Linked DNA regions of Anser cygnoides: region 1 is linked to region 2. A link is a contact called in public Hi-C data. All regions are on one chromosome and are shown on one strand. Each heading gives the region's core, a stretch centred on a gene start, on an enhancer-like site or on the middle of the called end of the contact. The rest is flanking DNA. Distances are from core to core; before and after follow the strand shown. Region 1 holds the start of LOC106048077 (alpha-2-macroglobulin-like). Region 2 holds the start of LOC106048076 (alpha-2-macroglobulin-like protein 1).

The links. A called contact is a pair of places that touch in the nucleus more often than the background predicts.
Region 1: a Hi-C map of liver shows a contact between it and region 2, with 8 times the contacts expected there. The contact joins the promoter of LOC106048077 here to the promoter of LOC106048076 in region 2. A contact is called at or near these places in 2 of 7 Hi-C or Micro-C datasets (both in liver).

The regions. Positions count from the first base shown.
Region 1 is chr1:104,884,444-104,888,474 of Taihu_goose_T2T_genome, forward strand. LOC106048077 (alpha-2-macroglobulin-like) reads right to left here and starts at 1,981. Exons shown (of 36, transcript XM_067005523.1): 1 at 1,709-1,981. The coding sequence starts at 1,797. LOC106048085 (a long non-coding RNA gene) reads left to right here and starts at 815. Exons shown (of 3, transcript XR_010824806.1): 1 at 815-1,410; 2 at 2,128-2,251.
Region 2 is chr1:104,733,667-104,738,232 of Taihu_goose_T2T_genome, forward strand. It overlaps LOC106048076 (alpha-2-macroglobulin-like protein 1), which reads left to right and starts at 1,806. Exons shown (of 37, transcript XM_067005594.1): 1 at 1,806-1,954; 2 at 2,601-2,784; 3 at 3,804-3,848; 4 at 4,178-4,322. The coding sequence starts at 1,887.

The sequences.
Region 1 (4,031 bases), core at 731-3,230, 150 kb after region 2:
CCAGAATAGATCCAGAGTAAGAAAAAAAGTCCTATTGTCAGTATGCCGCAGTATCGTACATATATATATATATATATTTGTTTGTTTGTTTGGAAAGGACATTTGGATGTCTCAAGCCAACTTCTCTCCTGGAAAAGGAAGTTGCAATGGGTCACCCGTTCTGATGCTGCAGTAACATGGTGAATAAGAGTTTTATTTATTTTTTAATATCTAATCTGAACCTTAATTGTGTCTCCTGTGCAGATAGCCACTTCTGAAACAGAAAGAGCAACAACTGTTGCTGCTTATCAAAGCTATCTCCCTGTGCAAGATGCAGAACGCAAATCTTGGTTGGAAGCTTCATTTTGATTTGACTTGGAGGTCTTCCGTTCTAGGGTAGCTTCCCTCCTGTGTTATACACAGCATCGGATCAACCCTGCAGCACACGGTACCAAGTGTGAGTGAGATCCATTATTCTCACACATGCCTAGCAATTCACTACTCAGACCACACTGTCTACCTCTTCCCTGACTGCTTACTGCACTCAGCTCCTATCTTTGTTCTGTGATCCCAAATACACCTCTCCTCCTCACACCTTTCTCATCCTTTCCTCTTTCTCCCCTCCCAAAATGATGCTCAGTTCAGAGAAAAAGAGCAGCATGTTGCCTATGCGAGGAAAGGACCAAGCAGTTTCCGTCTGATCTTTGGCAGGGATATGAACAAGATTACCGTGGAGACACTGGAGAGCTTTGCCTGACCCCAAAGCAGACTTGGCTGGCTTATCTACCCCAGAAGCAGCCAAATAGGGCAGGTGAATGAGGGACTGATGGTGAAGTGTGAGTCAAAGGTCCTTCAGTTTTGAGCCAGTCACCACTTTACCTCTGACCACACAGTAAGCAACAGCAGTGTTGCTGCACCTCCTGCTGCAGCTACTAGTGCTCATGCGGTGCTTGTCGGCACGAGATCTCTAGCAAGCATCACAAGACCAGCTTCGGAACCACAGAGGAGAGAACCGTGGCACAGCAAGAGGCACGCTGTGACAGCAGCAAGAGTCTAAAGAGGGAGATTGCTCTGCCTGGACAAGAGGCTGCAGAACCCTCTGTGGTAGGTGAGGCTGAGGTGGGGAGGCCAGGCTGATCTGCCCTTGCAGAGCTTCTCCTTGGGGCCCTCAGCAGTGTGAGTGCTGCAGCCATGCTCCTCACCTGCAGAGCCCCGGGGTGGACATCCCAGGGGAGGGTGCCAGCGCCAGACTCCATGCTGGCGGAAGGGAATTTAGGTCACAGATCCTCTTTGGGAACAAGCACGTCTGATGCTGCCAAGGGAAACAAACTGGGATGAAAGAAACAGGAGAAAGGGAACAAACCAGCTTGAAAGAAACAGGAGAACGCGGAGAAATGACTCAATGATCAAAACAAGGATACTACGGGAAAGGTAAGTACATGCATGCCCACAAAAACTCAGGCACCTGAAGATTTCTAGGTAAGAATATATTTAGGCAGAGATATTGTTCTGAACCAGGGCTGGACTAGCAGGGGAGTACCGAGGGGAAGAGGGAACACTGGCAGAGATGTGCAGGAAGGTCAGGGCTGGGCTAGTAGTGGGATGCAGGGTAGGAATGGGAGAAACTGGCACAGCTGTATAAAGAATGACAGAAAAGAAGAAAAATGACAGAAAAAAAAAAAAAAAGGAGCACTAAGACCTCCCTCCCCCTTCCATATGTGTAGCTTACGGTTCTGTAGTGGGAGAGGTATTTCCAGGGAGGAAGAAGAGGAGAAGGAGGAAGATATCTGGTTTGCCAAAGAGCCAGTCCTTCCCCATGGTGCAGAGCAGGACTGTGGTGACTCAAGCAGACATCCAGTCTGGTCCGGTGCTGTTGTTTTCCTGCACCTTGTAATTCCCCTCCACTCTCTGCTGGGTCAGCCCCTTTTTAACTGCTCTCTGCAAACAGCCCAGGGGCTAGAGGAGATAAGGGCTGTGGGCCAGGACCCATCCGGAAATGGGGAGAGGCGAGAGGCGTATAAGGAGGAGCTGGAGCAGAGGGACAGTATTTGGCTAGAGACTTTCAATGTGGGGGAAGGGTGTTTATTGGACAGTACTTATATTAGAAATCTTCGAACCATTCATACCCTGCTTTCTTTAACCCATCAGAGATCCACAGTCTTGGGGAAATGAACCAGGTTTGACACAAGGTTGCTCCCTGAGGGTAGCATCCAATCTCAGCGCTCGGACATCCAGTAATGCCATCTTTTGAAGTCAAAAGCTGTGTTTATAGGTATGTTACGACAAAAGGAAACCCACAGGCAAAAGCATTGCTCATGTTATATTAACAGAATACTGCAGTAGTTTGCTGACAAAGCCCCTAACAGGGCTGCTAGGTTAGACAATTAGTCAGTCAGGAATAAAATCCAAAGTGAGGTGACTACAGGTCTAGATATGGAAATATGTTGTTTCCACTGTGAACATGCATAAATATTAGGCAATGCCATCGGGTGGCATCCCTGCCCCCCAGCATGGTGATCATCTTCCACCATTCTGTGTTGCCTGCTCTTAGACTGCCTGGTCTGGGGTGAAAATGTTCCAGGTGCCCCAGGTGTCTCCCCTTTCCCTTTGCCAGATTCAGAGCTGTGCTGCTGTGAGTTGCATCCATAGTGAAAGTCACTCAGAAACAGCACTGCTCACTTGGCTTGGTTGTCTGTGAATATCTTGTTGCAACAGCTTATCCAGAAGTTGAATTTAGTAATTAAAAAAAAAAAAAAAAAAGATTGCTACATTCCAGCTGGTCACAAAAATGAAATACTCAGTCCAAGCTACCAGAACTCCCTGAGTAGCCTGACTTTGTGGGGTATTTGTATCAGCCCTTGGAAGACTGCAAAACTGCAGCTGTAGGGCTTCAGCTTGCCCTACAGAGTCTCTGCAATCAAAGAATCAAAGATTGGTCACGCTCTTATTAGAGATTTGTGACCCCTGTGAAGAGTCCTGTTGTGTATGAATACTCAGGAGATAAAATACTTTAGCACAAATCTTATTGAATGTGATTATATGAAGCCACATTAGTGGCAGAGGTTCTCTGATCTGTACAGAGGAACTGATAAGATCAGAACAACACTAATGGTTTGTCTGAATATTAAACTTTGAAATATAGTGAATGTTAAAACTGAATGTTAGTTTAACTACATAGTGTGTCTTGACTCTTGTGCTGACAGAAAACTGCAGGGAAGAGCAGTGTGAATGATGAGGAGAAATGTCTGAGGAGGAAAGGAAGTTTAAGAACTGTGTTCAAAAATCAGGCACAGTCTCTCATGGAATAAAGTTCAACACCTTTTTACAAACCACAAAAATAAGGAAAACAAACAGGAGGCAGCCAGTGCTAGGAATAAGTGTTATATAAGCGTGATATGAAAAAGGAATGAACATACACAGTCATAGAAACCAAAAGATTTAGCAGATTATCAGCTAGAGATGGAAATATTGATAAAATCTGGTTGTGTAACTATAAAGTAATAAAAGCCATATGGATCTTTCTCCAAAAATGCCCCCTATTGTCTGTCCTCTCCCTCCCATTTCCGTCTTCTCCAGTAAATAACTTGTGCAAAGTAGCAGTTTTCAAAGCAATTGTGTCCTGGATATTTGTTGGAAAACATGACTCACCCCACGTGTTCTGTTTTCATTCAGGATGTTGTGAACTGAAAACAAAAAGAAACCAGAATGGACACGTACAGTATGCTTTAAGGATGAGCATGTAAAACTAAAATTCATAGATCTAGAGGACTATCAGAAGCGGGGATTCAGCAGAGATCCTTCTCACTGCAATCTTTCTTCTACTCACCTATTTCCCATCCACAAGGTACAAAACATCTGTTTTTCAGTCCCCCAGGAACCACTCATTAGGTCTCTGACATCCTACTGCCCACCTTGCTCCACAAGCACTGACTGAGGCAGTCTATCTGGTACCTATCCCATTAAGCGCAGAACAATTGGTTTGAACTTGTACTTAGCTTGAAAGCTTTTTGGTTCTTTTTCATACCTGGAAGACAGATTGTGTATCTGAAGGA
Region 2 (4,566 bases), core at 556-3,055:
AACATTCTTGGAAACATTCCTGGAAACATTGGAAACATTCTTGGGCAAATTTGTTTTTTTTTTTTTTGATGTCAGTTGAATTTTGTTTTAGGTTTGAATTTCTTCTGTAGAACTTCTTTATGTACTATTCATTTTGTATTGAAACTTAATTCCTGCCCTGCAGCCTCTGGCCAGGCCAATCCAGGGCTCCACATACAGCTCTTGTAGTGCCTCTAACTTCTCCCTGGAAGAAGGGAAGAACTTTAACACTTTATTATCTTTTAGTTGTCTTTCTGTTTCCATTTAAATTCTGAGGCAGCTAACTTGGTGACTATTCGGAGATGCAGAGCCATGGGGAATGTTTCTGAAATCAGATAGAATTCTGTTTTTTGTCTGGCTAATTTAGGCTTGAAGTCAAAACCCTGTTGATTTCAGAGAATCAAATGTATTCCCAGATCAGTGACATACAGTGCTTCAAACCTGCAGATTATTTGAATGTCTGTGCTAGGTGAAAGGTGCACATTGCAGTTACATTGCTCTGTGAGCTCAGAGAGTGGATACACATGCACAGACTCCATGCCAAAGTAAATCCAGGGGATTGCTTCAGCTGGGATCAAAGAGTGGGCAGACGGCAAATTCATTCTGTATTGTGTACCTTTGGTTATGATCTGCAAAACAACAGCTGTGGCCAAAGCAAGATGAGGACAACCACCTTCAAATAAGGTTGTACCTAGAAGGCAAATAGGTCCAAGCCCTGCTCGCTTCAGCTGCCACTGCTGCCATCCAGAAAAAGGAAATAAAAGTTTGCAGTACCTGATAGGAGTCTGAAGGAGATTGGTGGTGGTGTCACTGTAGAAATACCTTATGGTTGGATGAAGCTGTGAACTGGATCTGGCTGGGATGGAGTTAACTTTCCCTGCGGCAGCCCATACAGTGCTGCGCTCTGCACTTCACAGAATCACAACTTGTAGCTAGAACAGCATTGGTAGCACACCAGTGCTTTGTGTATTGCTGAGCAGTGCTGGCACAGCATCAAAACTGTCTCCAAAGCTCCCCAGAGCCAGTAGGCTGGGGGTTGGCAAGAGGTGGGGAGGGGACATCACCAGGGCGGCTGACCTAAACCGACCCAAGGGATATTTCATACCATGTGGTGTCACACAGCACTCAGCAGTAAATGGTGGGAAAGGGGAAGGAGCAGGGGGGGGCTCTCGTTATGAAGACGTCTGTCCTCCTGAACAACTTCTACACATATTGAGGCCCTGCTTCCCAGGATGTGGCCGAACATTGCTTGTTGATGGGAAGCAGAAAAGAGTTGTTTTCTTTCTCACTTTGCTTCCATGTGGTCTCTGCTTTTTTTTTTTTTTTTTTTTTTTTTTTTTTTTTTTGAGGTGGGGAGGAAATTAATTGAAAGGTTTTGAATTCAAGCAGTGATGAAAAACTGGATGAGGGGAAGATCACTAATAAAGCACAGTCAGAGAGTTGAGGATCCTTTTTCACAAGCTAAGGATAATAGCTGCTTTGTCTCCCGTAGGATGCTACAGCCAGAATCCAGACCAGCCAAAACTGAGGTGAGCTTTTCTGCTAAGTCCCTTTGAGTTTGGGTTAGAGGTCACCCACTCCACATGTCCCCCACAGTGCTCTGACATCCCACCACCTGGAATGCCATCTGAGCTTAGACATGGGTGGAGAACTGTGCTGTGTGGTCTTTACTCTGCCATTGGTGGAAGTAAGTAAATATTAGCTAGTGTCATTAGCCTGGAAGAGATATAATCTCCATATATAAACTTCCCCCACACTTTGGCCTTAGGAACATCTGAGGGGTGTATTTAGGATTGTTCCAGCCCATCAATACAGGCTACTCTCTCCTCCTGTGCGGATCTTGACAGCTGTCTTTCCCAGCCCAAGCAATGGGAGCACCAGTGCTCCTTTTAGCCCTGAACCTATTCCCAGTTGCAGCTGAAGCAAGCCTGGAACCGTGAGATTATCTTTTGGTTTTGGGGGGCTTGGTGGAAAGGACTGTCATTGAAGGGTGTGGTGCTGAGGTGCTGCACGGTTTAGCATCACAGAGCTGCATGCAGGGAATCTTGTTATTAGGGAGGCTGAGCAGAAGCAATTCCTTCTGAGTTAATTTGGAGCTCGGGGTGTCAAGCACTACTGCAGGTGAAGCCCCTGGTATATGCTAGTGCAGGCACCGCACTAGCAGTGCACTGTACACACTGAAAAGCTACAGAAGCCACAATTTTGCCTTCATTCATCCTGTGCTTGTGAGGATGCAATTTGGTGTGAGGATGAAATTTGCTGTGAGGCCTGAAGCCTTATGCCTCGCTCACTGAGTTTTCAGCTTCATTCCTCACCTAAACTTTCTGTTCTTGTGTACTTGCTGCTGGGGCAGCTGTGTCCTGGCTGGTGGTGACAAGACACATACCAGGAGCCATCTGGTTCCATGCTGGGCATGTTGCTTCTTTCTGGCATGGAAAGGGAGCTGCACCACAGTTCCTTCCCTGTAGGCCTCTTTAGACATTTCTGACCTTTGGTGTGCCTCTTCATGAAAGCAGCAGAGATTTATTCTGGCCTGTCCACCTCAGCCTCTGAATTGTTTCTGAACATCTGCTCTCTTCTAGTCACTACATGGTGGTGTTCCCTGCTGTCATTCGCCATTCCCAAGAGGAGAAGCTCTGCATTCACCTCAGCTCCCTGACTGAGGCTGTTCACCTGGCTGTCACCCTGGAGGTGGAAACCGAGAATCGCACGCTGGTGGAACAGGACGTGGAGAAGCCAGGTACTTTTGAGTGCATCACCTTCCAGGTGAGTGTAGCTGTGGTTGCCGACTTGTCAGTAGATGATCTTCCTCTCACTTCAGACAGGAGTGCTCTCCTGACTCACTGTCCTTCTCTGCCTTGCCATGAGGTTCCAAGCAGGTGAAGTATCTTTTCCTACCAGTTCCAGACAAAATACAAGTGTGTCCTAGAACCTAACAAAGTAGGCAATCTTTCACAGTGTAGATATATATTTTTTAATCTCTATCGGCTGATTTCATCCTGCTGTTGTAGTTAGCTGAACTAGCTACACTGAGGCTCTGACATGACTACAGAAATTTCAGTTACATTTCTGGAGAGACGTGGAGATGTGTCTGGTGCTGGGACTCTACAAACTCTCCCTGTCTCCTTCAGCACCATACTAAGTTGCTGTGCCTATGCTCTGATTGTCCTACAGATTCAGCAGAACTCGAGAAGGGTCTGTAGTCAATTCTGGTTCTTTTATCAGCAAGACAATATTTAACAAAGTGTTTGGTGCCAGGACTTAGGAGAGAGTGAATCCTGGTTCTGGAAAGCCAGGGCATCTGTAGTTAAAAAACAAAACAAAACAAAACAAAACAACAAAACAAAACAAACAAACAAAAACACTTTCCCCTGCTGAGCTTAGTCTTTCTGATAGTGAGATGTCCAAAGTTTTTGCCTGACCCTTATCTTTTTCCCATTACTGCCTTAGTCAGCTCCATATCTGTCTTCCCTATGTGTTTTTTTGTTTGTTTGTTTGTTTTGTTTGTTTTTGTTTTGTTTTGTTTGTTTGTAAAAAAATCTTAAATTTCTGTGACGGGGAGAATGATATGTCAGATGGTTCACTCTTACATTCATGAATAAAAGACAGATGGTGACTGCTTCTTCTTCAAGCAATATTAAGTGGTCTAGAGGCTGATTCATGCAGTGGAGTTTGGACTCTGAAGTTTGAGGATTGTTTAACAGTGAGGTGATGTCTCACGTCTGGGATAAGATGCAAAATCTCTGATGAATTTGTTTTCTGTTTCCTTACATCAATCAACCTAGGTACCAGAGTTAATTCCCTGGGAAACAGATGCTTCAGCTTCACAAGTAAGATACCTTTCTTGGCTGCCTCTCCTCTTACAAACTAGAGACCTTCAGCCTCTCCTGTGTCTGAGCCATATTAAAGGGAGGAGTTGCAGGGTGGGAAAGATAGCAGTGGGGAGAAAGAAATTTAGAAATGCACAAGTGTGACAAGGGGAAAGGCAGAGAAAAGAGAATAAGGAAACTGGGGAGCATGTGGAAGTCTATGACTAAAGAAAGGAAAGAGCTAAATCAAAGAAAGGGGACAGAGAAGAATTAAGTTGGAGATTTTGGTAGCCTTAGTTTCCTCTTCAAGTTACTTCTACTCTTAGGCAGTTTTTGTTTTAATCTGGCAGTCAGAGGAGGTGGTTTTTCTGCATGTCCTGATACACAGCGGTGACAGTGTGCTCTTTGAGGGTCGCAAGAAGGTACTGGTCAAGCCCCAGAAGAACATAATTCTGGTAAAGACAGACAAGGCCTTATACAAACCTGGAGAAACAGGTAAGGCAAGAAGGTGACGTGGAAATGGGGAGGGAAGGATTAAGGTAGCAGTCACATTTTGAGGGAAGACTTCATCGAGTGCACCAAGCTAAGCCTTTTGGAGCTAGAAGAAAGCAGGTCTCTTTTTTCAGTGTTTCCAGGAACAATGTGAGTCAGGATGTTCCCCCATAAGCCGTGCTGTACCAAATGCTCAGCCTGCTGCTCCCAGGTGTTGTTCTGGTGAAGTATCTCTCATGAGGCCAAA